Regions from separate parts of the Mus musculus genome. Here region 1 is linked to region 2. The links are chromatin contacts, called in public Hi-C maps. All regions are on one chromosome and are shown on one strand. The core of a region is the stretch at or near the end of the contact, and the rest is flanking DNA. Distances in the headings are between cores, read along the strand shown. Region 1 overlaps Gm30107 (a long non-coding RNA gene). Region 2 holds the start of Adamts18 (a disintegrin-like and metallopeptidase (reprolysin type) with thrombospondin type 1 motif, 18).

The links. A called contact is a pair of places that touch in the nucleus more often than the background predicts.
Region 1: a contact with region 2 is called in a Hi-C map of cortical neurons, with 2.7 times the contacts expected there. The contact joins the enhancer-like site here to the promoter of Adamts18 in region 2. A contact is called at or near these places in 4 of 39 promoter capture datasets (the 3T3-L1 cell line, embryonic stem cells, hippocampal neurons and 1 more), 17 of 484 Hi-C or Micro-C datasets (the STO cell line, cerebellum, cerebral cortex and 9 more), 1 of 115 datasets of contacts at active chromatin or transcription factors (embryonic forebrain) and 2 of 9 other capture datasets (adipose tissue and pancreatic islet).

What each region holds. Positions count from the first base shown.
Region 1 is chr8:114,073,449-114,079,915 of GRCm38.p6, reverse strand. All of the region lies in intron 1 of Gm30107 (a long non-coding RNA gene), which reads left to right. Among named protein-coding and RNA genes, the nearest start is that of Gm30107, 4.5 kb to the left of the region's middle. Within about 2 kb of position 3,050, at least 5 of the 459 cell types and tissues checked have an H3K27ac peak or open chromatin away from gene starts, as enhancers often do. A contact at or near this core is called in cortical neurons, where this site is marked.
Region 2 is chr8:113,846,566-113,853,418 of GRCm38.p6, reverse strand. Adamts18 (a disintegrin-like and metallopeptidase (reprolysin type) with thrombospondin type 1 motif, 18) reads left to right here and starts at 4,580. Exons shown (of 23, transcript NM_172466.3): 1 at 4,580-5,032; 2 at 5,135-5,225. The coding sequence starts at 4,943.

The DNA of each region.
Region 1 (6,467 bases), core at 1,801-4,300, 230 kb before region 2:
GTTTTGGAGACAAGGTCTTCCTGCATAACCACGGTTGGGTTTTGAATTCTGGACTGTAACTTTAATTTTTTTTCAAATGCCTCATTTTTAATGGTGGTTCTTAAACACTTTAACCTGACTTGTAGCGCCCCCTCCCCCGCCCAGATAATAGAAAAGAAAGGATGGGGGAGTGAACTTGGTGGGGGGGGGGAGCGAACCTGTTTAGAAAGGTTCTTTGGAGCAACCCCCATCATTGTTGTCTGGAAATGGGCTGTTCATTTCACAGGTTAGCAGCAGCAGTAATCTCTCGAAAACACTTTAGTAGAGTCAGGTTAGCAACAGCAGTGACATAGCCAGGTCTCGGCCTTGGCTTGAATCAGCAGGAGGGACACCAGGAGAAGTTCTCAGCTGTGCCTTTCTCAGGGAAGCAAAGATCAATAAAGATGTGAGACCCACAAGCATTGCACAGCTAGCTGTACCAGCAAGCCATGCTCTGTCTCAAGTCACTCCATGGAGTCCTCTTTATACCCTCCAAACATCACGTGTCCTCCATGGGTCTTGCCTCAGCAGGGCTCTTGTCTCAGCACATGCATCCAATCAGCCTGAGTCTGCAAGAAACTGCAGTACATCACCAGAAGGTTTTTGGTGTGGTTCTCTCTGTGGAGTCCTGACAAATGCAGTTCAACTACGCAATGTAAGGCAGACCAAAACATGCATGTCCTTAGCCAAGAATCCTTCATCACATGTCCTGTCATGTGTTTGCTTTAGCAGAACATGCTCTCTCCTGTGTCGGCTTCAGTGACATATTCCTTCACAAGTCTGCCTTAGCCTTTCACACCTGTGTCCACTCTAACACAAAAGTTCCTTCCCATGTGTGCCCAAGCCAAACCCCATTCAACCGACTTTCCAAAGAACCCTTAACTTTACAGTTCAATGGACCCTCCTGTCTTTAGAGTGCTGGAACGACCAGTAGGATCCACCTCACTTTCTCATCCTTGAAACTCCTACTGGGAATTAAATCCCTGGTAGCTGTGTTGCTAGATCAAAATCTTAAACTGGTAGCCAAAGGAATGCTCTTCTCCACATTACACATAGCTTAGTGGTCTTGAGCAGGGCACAGATGCACATTGAGTATTAGAGATGGTGAAAAACTAACAGAGGGTTGTATTTGAACTCAAGACTCTGGAGTTCTTTATCCTTTCTGAGCCTTTCTTTTGTACAGAGAAGCCTCTCTAATAAAACCTGAAAGCTGTATTCATCTATGGGTAGAGATACACATTTAGACAGCGATTTGGTATGCGGTTCTTGTCCAGATTTCCAGCACCAGGCATGCAGTTCCTCCTTTGGATTGGCCCTTAAATCCTGTTGAAGAGTGGTTGTTTATTTCCTATAACGTCCACGCCACTGCTGTATCCGCTATTGCGTCTGCACGCACCTATTTCTAAATTTAGATTTTATTTATTCATTTCATGTATGTGAGTGGCTCTATCTGCATGTACACCTGAATGTAGAAGAGGGCATCAGATTCCAGTACAGTATGAGACACCATGTAGTTGCTGGGAATTGAACTCAGGCCCTCCGGAAGAACAGAGCAGTTAACAGACCTCTTAACCACGGAGCTATCTATCTCTCCAGTCCCTCACTAGTGCATCTTGTTCAGCCAGAAGTTATCTTGTGGTTTTCAAGGTTCCCAACTGGGTATGATTGGTGATGCCTCTTCTCCCCAAAGACTTCACAACACCTTCCGGTACGGTGACAGTTGGTGAAGAGGGGGAAACTTACTGGTCAATCCAAGACTGATTTCTCCATGTCTTGTAGCCAGGCTGTGATGTCTTCAGCAATAGGGTTTTACCATTTGAGTTCTGGTGAATAACAAGGAACAAGGGCAAAAGCTGGCACTATCTTGTGTGCCTTTGGGACACTTCTGATGAACAAGTCTAGGGGCAGTAGCTCACACCTGGCCCTAGGCTTTGTATTTACCAATCTATGGTTTCTTGGAGAGCATCATCCCCCATGTAGAATAATTTAAGTCATTCATACACATACATACATACATACATACATACATACATACATACATAAACACACGTATATATACATACACATATATATGTGTGTTCCAGATATATATGCATATATTTTTTCAATCTTTCTTTTGATCCTTTCATTCCAATGCCTGCTATGGACTCTTCACTCTTAGGGATTCTTGACCCACAGTTCTGGTTGCCTTCAGCTCTTTCCCTGAGGAACAGTAGTAGCAACTCTGGACCATGGCTCAACGGGTATGCTCAAAAGAATTTAATATTTAGCTCTCCAGAGAAGTGAGAGAAGCAGTCATGCGCCTACTTTTTATGGCAAAAGACATTCTGGCTCGTTCAGTTTTCAGCAGCCAGATTGTGTCATTGAAAGCAAAGTTGGGAATAGCTGGACCTAGCCACCTTTATTAGCCCATCCCTGTGTGTGGCGAGCCAGTTGCTCCTTCTATTCCCAAGGATTCGGTAAAGTCCAGGAAGCAGTGACTCTTTTTCGTTTATCTTTGCGTTGGTCCCTTTGTCACAGCCTTGAAAAGAATCAGTCTTCTTTTTGCTTCTTTTTGTTGTATTAGTTGAAATGAGGCTTTGATATGGTCCAGGCTAGCCTGGAACTCATGGTCTTCTGCTTCAGTCCAGGCTAGCCTGGAACTCATGGTCTTCTGCTTCAGCCCCCTAAGTACGGGCGTTATAGGCAATCCCCATTATATCTTACGAAAAAAAGTTGTAAATTCAGGCAAATTAAACAAGAAAGCCCCACTCTCACTGCCCCGTCCTGGGAACCTTCTGCATCTAACCCCCCCTCCCTCAGGCACCTCCCCCAGGGTATTTAACCCAGGACCCCATGCATGCTCCTCTGGTGCTCTGGCACTGAGTTTCAGCTCCTAGCAATGCGCCTTGCCTTCCTAACCAAAGAGACTCCATATGTTCCACACAGACACACACACAGCGCTTTTCCATGATTACTCGAGAACAGTGTTAACATGCAAGCATCTTATTGTGGGAACAGCTGAGATCTGCATCTATGGAAACAGAGATGATTCCTCCAGCCTCTTTTTGGTTTAAATTGTGGGAAGCGCAAGCCAGCGTTGGATGTCAGAGTCATGCTGCTGTGTGAAGAACTGCACTTTAAATGCTAACAGAACCAAGGCACATTCCTTAGCTTAATCAGCTACTGTTCAGTTATTATTACTTCCCTAAAACAAGTACTTTCTGAATATCTGTGTGTATATAAGGTCCTATTATGCTTTGAGTCTCTGTTTCTGGGATCAAACACTACCAAAGGCCAAGTGACTTTTTTGGCTTATCAGCAAATCATTGCAGGGATCTAAGACAGGCACTGAAGCAAAGACCATGGAGGAACTCTGCTTACTGGCTTACTGGCTCAGTCTGCTTTCTTATATACCTCCCGACCACCTGCCCAGCAGGCGGAACCACCCACCGTGGTCTGGACCATCCCTCATGAGCTATTCATCAAGAAAACTCCCTACAGGCCAATCTGATGGAGGCAATCCCTCAGTTTGCCCAGGTGTTTGTATTAAGTTGACAAAAACTAACCAGCAACAGTACCTACTGTGTGCTGGGATGGCTATGAGGTTGTCCACTATGAAGCATCAGACATAGCATTTCCTGGCACCAATCACTGGGCTAAGCCATTTTCATACCTACTGTGTGGTTTAGTCTCCATAATAAACTGGTTATGGAGTTAGTTTTATCACCATCCTAGAAGGAAACAGATGTTTCCAAACGACCAAATGCATCTCTTCATCTGAGTCCCACCACATTCCTCTCCCAGTACAGACAATAAGACTCATTTGTCACTTATCCATGTTGCAGGAGGCTGGATGTCCTTTATTATGAGCCAGTGTGGTCCATCCCTGCTGTAGGCTTTCTTCCTATTTTGCTGATGTCCTTCCTGCCACATCTTTTGCGTGGCTGAGTTGGGGAGGAGCTGTTGAATGCTGCCTAGCTCTGACTTCTCTTCCTCTTCCTTTTGGAACATCTGATCCTATCAGATTAGGGCCAAACTTTTATGATTTCATGTAATTTTATTTACCTCCTGGTTAAGCTACTTCTCTGTGGCTGTGATAAAAAAAAACAAAACAACAACAAAAACTCTGATAAAAATCAAGTTATGGGAAAAAAGGGTTTATTTTAGCTTATGATTCAGAGGGGACAACTTACCATGGTTGAAAAGCCATAGCAGCAGAAGCATGAGGCCAGTAATTAGGAAGCATGATGGATCACATCTTATCTACACATGGGAAGATGAGAAAGACAGGCAGAGAAAAAGACACAGAGACAGACAGAAAGGGACACACAAAGAAAAAGACTCAGAGAGACACAGAGAGAGAGAGGCAGGCAGACAGACTGGGGGCGGGGTGGAGGAGAGGGGACAGGCTACAAAGTCTCAGGGCCCACTCCCCGTGACATAGTCCCCCCAGCAAGGTTCCTTCCCTAAAGGTCCCATACCCTGACATAACAGCGCCACCAACTGAGATCAAGTGCTCAAACACAGGAGCCTATGAGGGACATTTCATCTTCAAAGCACAACCTCTCCTGAAGATCCTGTTCTCAGTTAGGGAAATCCTCACACGAAGCGCCACTGAGGGATAGATCTTTGACACAAGGTCTTTGGGAGGGCACAGTACCTTCACACAGTATCCTCGAATGTTCCCTCTCTTTTTTAGTGTTTCCAACTTTATAGTTATCTGGGAGCATCCGTCAGCACCTGTCTCCACCCTCTGTCATCACGTCACAGTGGATTCTAGTAAGAAAGCTGGCAGGTTTTAATCTCAGGTTGACAGACGGCAATAAAAGCGATATCGTTATTAGCACCCCAATGCCATATGGAAGATGCCAGACTGAAAATGCCATGGGATAAGCCATCCAGTTTAAAAGCGCAGGGCCCCAGGGATGGAAAGCCCACTCGAGTTGGAGAATGGAAGGACTAGAGTGGTGTCAGGGAGAACTTGGTAGGTGATGAGGGGTGACTGGTCTTGAGTGCTACAGCAATACACAACTCTATGCGTATGCCGCAAAATTGAAATATACTAGTAGAAAGCCTTTTTAAAAAGTATGGGGGTTTTAACCAGGCCCTGGGGTCCCCGATATGCCTGCGATATCATAGAAAGTCTGTGATCCACAAGTAACATCCACCCTCTACCCAGTGGCCTTCCAGTATGGACTTTGCACTACTTTTATTGAACCATTTATATCTTCCAGTAGCCAGTTGGCTCAATACAGGTTTTACTTTCCAAATCTTCATCCATTTCATATCCAGGCAACAGGAGTAGTACTGGGCTGTCTCTTTTACAACAAAACTTATTGCATGATGCTGGTTCAGGATCAGTGTGAGCTTGGGCTTCCGGAGTAAATATTGTTTTGTGTTAGATGTCAGGTGACATTCCTTCGGTGACACAGTGTGGATTAGAATCTGATGCTTTTTGATGAATGATGGCATCTTGTTTAGGTAAACACATCACGGAGTGAAAATATCCAAAGCCAAATGTGCACACCAGGGGCTGGAGAGACTTGGCTCAGGAGTCTCAGCACCCTGGTGGTAGCTCACAACTGTCTGGAACTCCAGACATAGGGGAGGGACTCTGATGCCCTCTGCTGGCCTCCATGAGCACTGCACCTATATGGCTCAGACATAGATGCCATACATACAGAACAAAATAAACCAACAAAACAAAAACAATACAAACCAGAAAACAACAAAAAATACAAAAAAAACCAACAATAACAACAAACCAACCCACTCACACACATACAATAAAAATTAAGGGAAAATATATCAGGTTTTTTTCATCTTGATTGTCAGCATAGTGGGAATCACCTAGGAGGCGCACCTGGCTTGCCTATGAGAGCATTTCTAGAAAGGCTTAACTGAGTTGGAGCAGCATAATTCTATGGTTTGGGGTTATGGATTTAATTTTTAAAAATCAGAAAGCAAGCAGAGCAACAGCATCCTCGCTGTGTGCTTCCCGAGTACTGATGTAGCATGATTACATCACTTCCTGTGTCCATGTTTTCTCTAATATGACCCGCTGTACCTCCAAACTGTGGGTCAAAGCAAACCCTTCCTTCCTCGAGTTGCACTCGTTGGGTGATTTTCCATAGCCATAACACAAGTAACTAAGGCAGCACGGAATACAACTAACACATCTGAGCAGCACACTCCACTACAGAGGATCAGGTGTTAACTCTCATGGTGGAATGGCCACTTGGAAACTGGTCACACCCAATGCTCACCATTGGGAGAAAGTATCATATTGCATTGTCACTAGCCTGGGGGAACGACCAGAATTCAGAATCTGAAACATGGTTTCTATGGAGGCATGTATTACTTTCATATTATCAAATTGAAGATTGCCAGGAGGTGGTGTGTGCTGTTAATCCCAGCACATGGGAAGGAAGATATCTGTGAGTCTGAGACCAATCTAGTGAGTTCCG
Region 2 (6,853 bases), core at 3,331-5,830:
GCACAGCGGAAGAGATGGACTTCATAGCATCATGAATGTAAGGTAAGTGTTTTACTGCCAAGCCACACCCTCTGCCCTCTTTCTATGGTTTATTTTGAGATCAAGTCTCACTAAATTGCCCAGACTGGCCTTGAACTCAAAATTCCCCAAGTCCGCCTCCCAAGTAGCTAGGATTACAGGCCTCCATGCCCAGTTGTTTTGGGTAACCTTTAGTTAGAAAATTAGATGCTAACCTCCAAGGTTCTGTCTGCTATAGTGCTATGAATTTGTTGTAAAAGGCTACTGTCTTCGGTTTGAATTTCATCCTTTGTGTTCCTTGTCTTTCAGAATAATTTGGTTATAAAGGAGGCAGAGTCAGGAACTCTCTCCCCTCCCCACCGATTTTGAGGACAACCTTGCTACCTAGGCCTCATTTCTGAGATGCTAAACAGGAAGTATTCCTACTTCTCAGGTCTCCAGGGAGATACATCCATATCTGGGTGGGATTTCTATGGGGGAAGGAAGAATTGTTATGTTTATACTGGCATGTGGTGGTATGCTCGTGGCTATGGGTGCATGTATGTATAGCACACATGTAGAAGTCGGAGGACAACCTCAGATGTCCTTCAGATCTTTCCCGTCTTCCTACCTTCTGTTTGGGATAAGGTCTGTCTCCCAGGATAGCTGTCTAGTGTGCTTTGAGAGAGCCTACTGTCTCCAGCTCTCATCTTAGAGCACACGACTACAAGGACTATATAACTTCACCTAGCTTTTTACAGAGTTTGATCTCAGACCCCCACTCCTGGGCTCTACTAAACATCTGCCTAGCCCCGTGTCTGGGCTTCTTTTTCCTTTGGCTGCTCGGCTGAAATAAGTCTGGCTTTTGCTTCTCCTTTCTGTCACTTGGTGGAAATTTCCTCAAGAGATGAAAGACGAGGAACCACGAGATACATACCTGCTCAGTAAAACCTAGCAAACAATTTGATACAGCTTTTGAGAGGCCTGAATAGTGTCCCCCACTGTGCCTATGGGAGAGGTGAAAGTCACAAAGTGGCTAGCTCAGAAAGCTAACCAGGGTGTGCTGGAAAATAGTTTGCTCTATGGGAAGGATATATGCACCTTTATAGATCTGGGATAATGGGCAGTATAAACAGCGAATATGGTTTATCGTATTTCTTGACCTGGATGGGAGGAGATATATTACCAAAGACATATTGCTTTACAGAATAAGAAGGGTAAGTTTATGTCACTAAATATAAAACCAACACCTAGACTTTACCATTGATTTTAAAGCAGAGGTGATAAGGAAGAAAATTAAATATTTTTTCTGTATGTCAAATGTTTCTGTTTTCCATTTCTTTGCTTTTAGCTCTTATTCCATATTTGAATATCATCTGCATGCCACATTCTGGGCTAAGACCGAAAAACATGTATTGGCTTCTTATGAACTTTAATGGTTATTACAGTGTTTTAGATTATAGTTTGAAAATCACCTAAACTTTGCAAAATATTTCCAAATGACCTAGAAATGCTACAGAATCCCCATCTTCAAGGCTAGATGCTCTGCTGACGACTCTCTGTCGCCATCTAGAGGTAGTCCACACATATTGCAGGCCCAGTTCTTAGGAAATTCAGTGTCTAAAGTCATCCAAGAAGGTAGGGCTTTGCAAATGTTCGTTTATCCACTCTGCAGGAGAGACTGGAAACTTTCACCTTTACATGAAAACAATTGGAATTTTGACTGTTATATTTACAGTGTTACAAGAAATGAGTCTCAACCAGAAAGACATGGAGGCAGAAGAACCACCTACATTAAGAGGCCAAGGACCTCATTGGACGAGTACCCGATGACTTCATGTTGATAGAGAAGCGATTAAGATTAGGAACGACACTTTGCATTTATGTCCTCGCCTGGGCAAGACCTTCCTCACCTTCACCCTGGGAACATCTGGATGTCTGTCCTAACTGTGTATATATGGTGATTAATATTGACGGACAGTTTGGCAGGATCTAGAATCACCTAGAGGTGAGCCTCTGGGCATGTCTATGTGGCCGTTAGCAATCTAGAAGATTGAGCTAACTGTTGAGGTGAAAACCTCACTCTAAATATGGTTGGCATCAGGCCACATGTGGGTGGAATCTCAAGTTGAAAAAAAGGAGATAGTGCCTTCAATATGGGTATTGCTTCCTTTCTGTGGACACAACGTAACCAGCTGCCTATCTCTCCTGATAGCATGAAAGGTATCCCTTCTAACTATGAGCTAATACAAACCCTCCCTCTCTTATGTTGCTTTATCCTCGGATACTTTGTACTTTGTCACAGTCCTGAGAAAAGGAGCTGATTTGGAGTGGTACTGGTATGTAGTTGGTGAAGCCAGAGGGAGACTGCTAAATACTGGATGGTTACAATGCACAGGGAGTCCCCATCACAAAGAGTTGTCCATGTCCAAATGTAGTAGTGCTTAGACTGACACTTAACATAGACTATGTAATTTAGAGCTGTTTCCTTGGATTCTACCCTTGAACTTAGTCACTGAGGGGACCTGGAGTGATGTGGATAATTCTTGTTGCAAACTCATCTTAGTCTGTGGAAGAACATTAGCCAAGGACACAGTTATTATGCGCTGATTGTGGGTAGACCCTTCGCCCCTCCAGTTTCCTTTTGAGTTTCCTTGGTGCTGTGATTGGCAGCATCCTTGACAACAGTCCTTCTTTCCTGTTTAGCCTGTTGGTTAGTCACATGGTGGGGTAAATTTTTACTGCATGTCTTTGATGTCTAATTTCCTTTAGTATCCAGTTCTTCCGTGAAGCTACCCAAGGCGTTAAGTCACCCCATGTCATAATCTGCCGGATGCTCATGTCTGGATCCTAGACTCAATGGATCCTGGTTCAGCATTGCAGGCATGATGCACATGTAAGTTTCGCTTAACATATTATACAAAGAAATTCCCTCCGTTCGTACTTTCAAAGCCTACTTATGAAATGCATAGAAAAATAGACTTAGTTCTTACAATAACCTTTAGATCTATCATGATGGTTCCTGTTTAACATTTTGTAGGACAGGGGCCCTGGGAAACCCCAGTGGTTACAGAACCAGATGTTTCTCACTTTGAAGCCACGCCTTACCCTTCCAGCAGACATGTGCCACATTCTGCCTCTACAGCCCACGTTTAGCATCCACTCACTGTTGCATCAGTGAACAAGGCTGTGTATACTGAGCAATCACTTCTAAGACTGGCATGGACCTCATTTAGCTGGTATTCAGGGAACTGAGCAGGGCTGTCTCCTGTTACCACGCTTGGGTGTAAGATCTATCATGGCACACTCTAATGCTGGCAATAGTAGCGTAACTTTCTCCTCCATGACTTGCCTCGGTACCCCTGACCTGTCTACATAATCAACAAGCTTCCTTTTGGCTGATTTTTGGAGCTGATATATTCCCTACCTACACACAACACACATTCACTGAAATCTAATTGCTTTCCTGCATCCACCATACCTGCAGGAGATTTGTCTCCTGCCAATACCTTTCTCACCTAGCCACTACATGGTTTTGTTTCTGACCTGTTTAACACTTCCTTCATAGCCATGACAACAAACACCACCACCACCACCACCAACAACAACAACAACACCCTTTCCTACTTCAAGCTCTTCATGTAGACCTAATTTGGGGGCTTCCCCCTTCCCCAGTGGCATCTATAAGAGATGTCTCATGTCTGACAAGTTTTCTCCCTGCCTCCCTCCCTCCTCTCTCACAACTTCAACCTTTCTGGCTTAAGAGCCCCTTTGTGATCCTTACAGATACTTGCAATCACAGATTTCTATTACTGTTTTACTGTGGCTCAGCTACCCAATGAAGGTCTTGTTCCTCTGGCCTATGAAAGGCTATATTTTCTTCCTCACTACAAACTGTAGAGATCATAAGAATCAATTAAATGCATTGAGGAAATGGCTAGCCATACAGAATAGGAGGTACCGCATGCCCACCACAAAGCTGTTTCTTAGGACTAATACAAAGGGGTTTGGGTGTCTGGGGACAAGATTCAACTTGTTAAAAAGAAAGCATGGAAAAAACCATCTCAGAGAAGGGGTGTGGGGGAGGGTTCACACACCGGAGACAGTGACTACTTATTCACTGCCCACTGTCTATTCTTCAACTGCTCTGGATGGGATAGTTGCTGGTGGGATTCTGGGCAGCAGGGAGATCTTGAGTTCGCAAGAGCTTCAGGTCGTACATCTTTTCATCAAAGGTTCAGGGTTCCCACCTGGTCAGGGCAGGGGCAAGGATGTGGCACAAGAAAGAGAGCTGCAGAAAGTTTCCAGCAAGCCTTGGGTTTCTTCACCCTGTCACCAGAAGACACGTCTGAAAGTAACGCCTCTTACCTGCGCCTCCAGCGTCCAGGCTCATCTCTCTGTGCGCCTGAGCTAGGATCCCAAGGCGGACCCTGAGAGCTGCCCTCCCTCTCCTGGCGGTGTGTCCGTCCCTCCCTCCCCTTGACTCCCACCCGGCCTCCCCGCCCCCTCTGTTCCCTCCCTCGGAGCCCAGGCCTAGAAATCCCACGCCCTTTACTGCACAGGAGCTCGGACGAACCCGGGGAAACCTCCGGTCGCCAATCACGGAGCGGAGGAGAGGCGGGCGCTCGGCTCTAGCGCGCTGGGGGAGCCAGCTGGCTGCTCTGTGCGAGCCGCACACAATCACTCTGATACCGACAAGCGCCCAGACCCGCGAGCATCACCAACAGAGTTTCATAGCCACAGGCGCTGCAGACCGGGCTCTGGCAGAGCTCCCTACACCCCGAAGCACCTCAGGCCCGCGAGGCTAGAGCAGGGAGGAGGCTCGCAGGCTCTCGTGCTGCCATGTGAGCGGCGGCGGCCACTCGCACCTGGCGCCACACCTGGGGCTCCGCTGCCCGCGGGGGACAATGCGCGCCTGCCACAGTCACCGCGTCCGCACCTGACCATGGAGTGCGCCCTCCTGTGCTTGTGCGCCCTCCGGGCCGCAGGTCCCGGGCCGCCGTGGGGGCCCGCGGGACTGGGGCGTCTGGCCAAGGCAGGTGCCACCACCGAGGGGCGCGCCGCACAGCGGGGACGAGGGAGGCGCCCGCCCCGCGACGCTGCTCACGCGGCGGTGTCACCCTTTTCTTTCTTGCAGGCACTCCAGCTGTGCTGCTTCTGCTGTGCTTCGGTGGCCGTCGCCTTAGCCAGTGACAGCGGCAGCAGCGGTGGCAGCGGATTAAATGATGGTTCGTATTTACCCTCTCTCTGGGTACTCCACCATCCCACAAGGGTTTCCCCTTGCACTTTGGTCCCCTTTGTGTTAGCGTGAGATGTGGTAGGTTAAGGAGCATCTCCTAACCTGGCAGGTGTGTGCTGTCTGAGCAAAAGGCTCCCTGGTTAGAAAGAGGGAAGCGCAGCAAGGTCCTGTGAGCTTATCAGAAAATCAGTGCCTCAAGCTACGAGTCACAGAGATGAGAAAATAATTTCCCTCTTTCACAGATGGCTTGTTAAGAAAAATAAATCCGAACTTAAGTAAGAAATTAGAGAGGAAGTGGGCACCGGGTGGGGAATTGATAAAAGGCTCCTTCGTTTCCTTCCTCCGCTGGGAAAGCCACAGATTGAGGCTGAGAGGGGTGAGTGTCTCCCCTCCCCCACTCCACCCGTGTTTTCCTTACTGCTGGTTTCCCACTGAATACTCTCTCTTCAGTGACATCGCCTCACGGATGCCCAAAAGATGTCTTCTTTTGGGGGAACACCCTGTCGCAAGGTGCTTTAAGTCCCCCCCCTTTTTTTTTCTGTCTTCCAGCTTCAAAGATCTAGCACACGCTTCGGTTTTCTCATTTATTAACTCCACAGAACTCATAGAGAGAGAAAAACCCTTGTTCTCAGTGTCTCCCACTAGCAGCAAGAGGACAATTGATGTTTGCCCAGGGCTCTTTAGCAAGACCTTACAGGCCACCATGGCTTTCTGGGGATTCTAAATTTTTCATCTTTGTAGAATTGAGTCCTCTTGTCCTGGTGCAAGGGCTGACTCTGGGACTGAAAGCCACTAGAATTATGTGTAAAAGCTTCCAGAGATTGGATGTTTGGAGAATAGGAGACCCAGAAATGAACTGGACCAGCCAGAGTCTATAGTTTCTAAAACTTCCTTCCTGTTCCACCAGGATCTAATGGCTGGGGAGCTCTTCTGTCCCAGGCGTGGCCCGAAAGTACTTCTGTATTTTGTTTTTGGAGGCAGAGTCTCATGTAATCTAGCTTTGGAAAAGATGACCTTGGCCTTAGGGTCCACCTCCTTATTGCATGCCCAACACACCTGGTTTATGTAGTGATGAGGATTGAACCCAGGGCCTCATGCATGTCTGACAAGAACTCTGCTTACTAAGCTATATTTCCCAGCCCCTGAAAGGACCATAAGTAGCTAGCAGAGCACAGCACATTGGTTCCCCCACCCCCACCCCCCAACCTCTCGGTGCTCCCTCTCCAAGACAGGACTGAATGTAACCAACAGCCTGTATGTTCCTCTCTTGGAAACAAACTTGTAGCAGGTGTCTGGGGTAGGTAGGGGGTGAGGGGTCTAGATGATTGGCTAACACGCCTACATGGTCTTCCAAGTAAGAGCAGGTGCAATCTCAGATGGCCGTGCACAAGGAGGTAAGAAACACACACTGTAGAAACCGGAAACACACACTGTAGAAACCGCACATATGTTGGAAAAGGTTATTATGTAGTTAGGTATGACTGGTAGATAGAGAAAATGGGTTTTCCCTTTTTAAAAAAAAAAGCGAGGAAAGAAAGACGGCTTTAATCAAAAGCTACATACCTGCAGAACAACATATCAGAAATTTTTGAGAACTAAGATGTGTGCTGCTCAGTT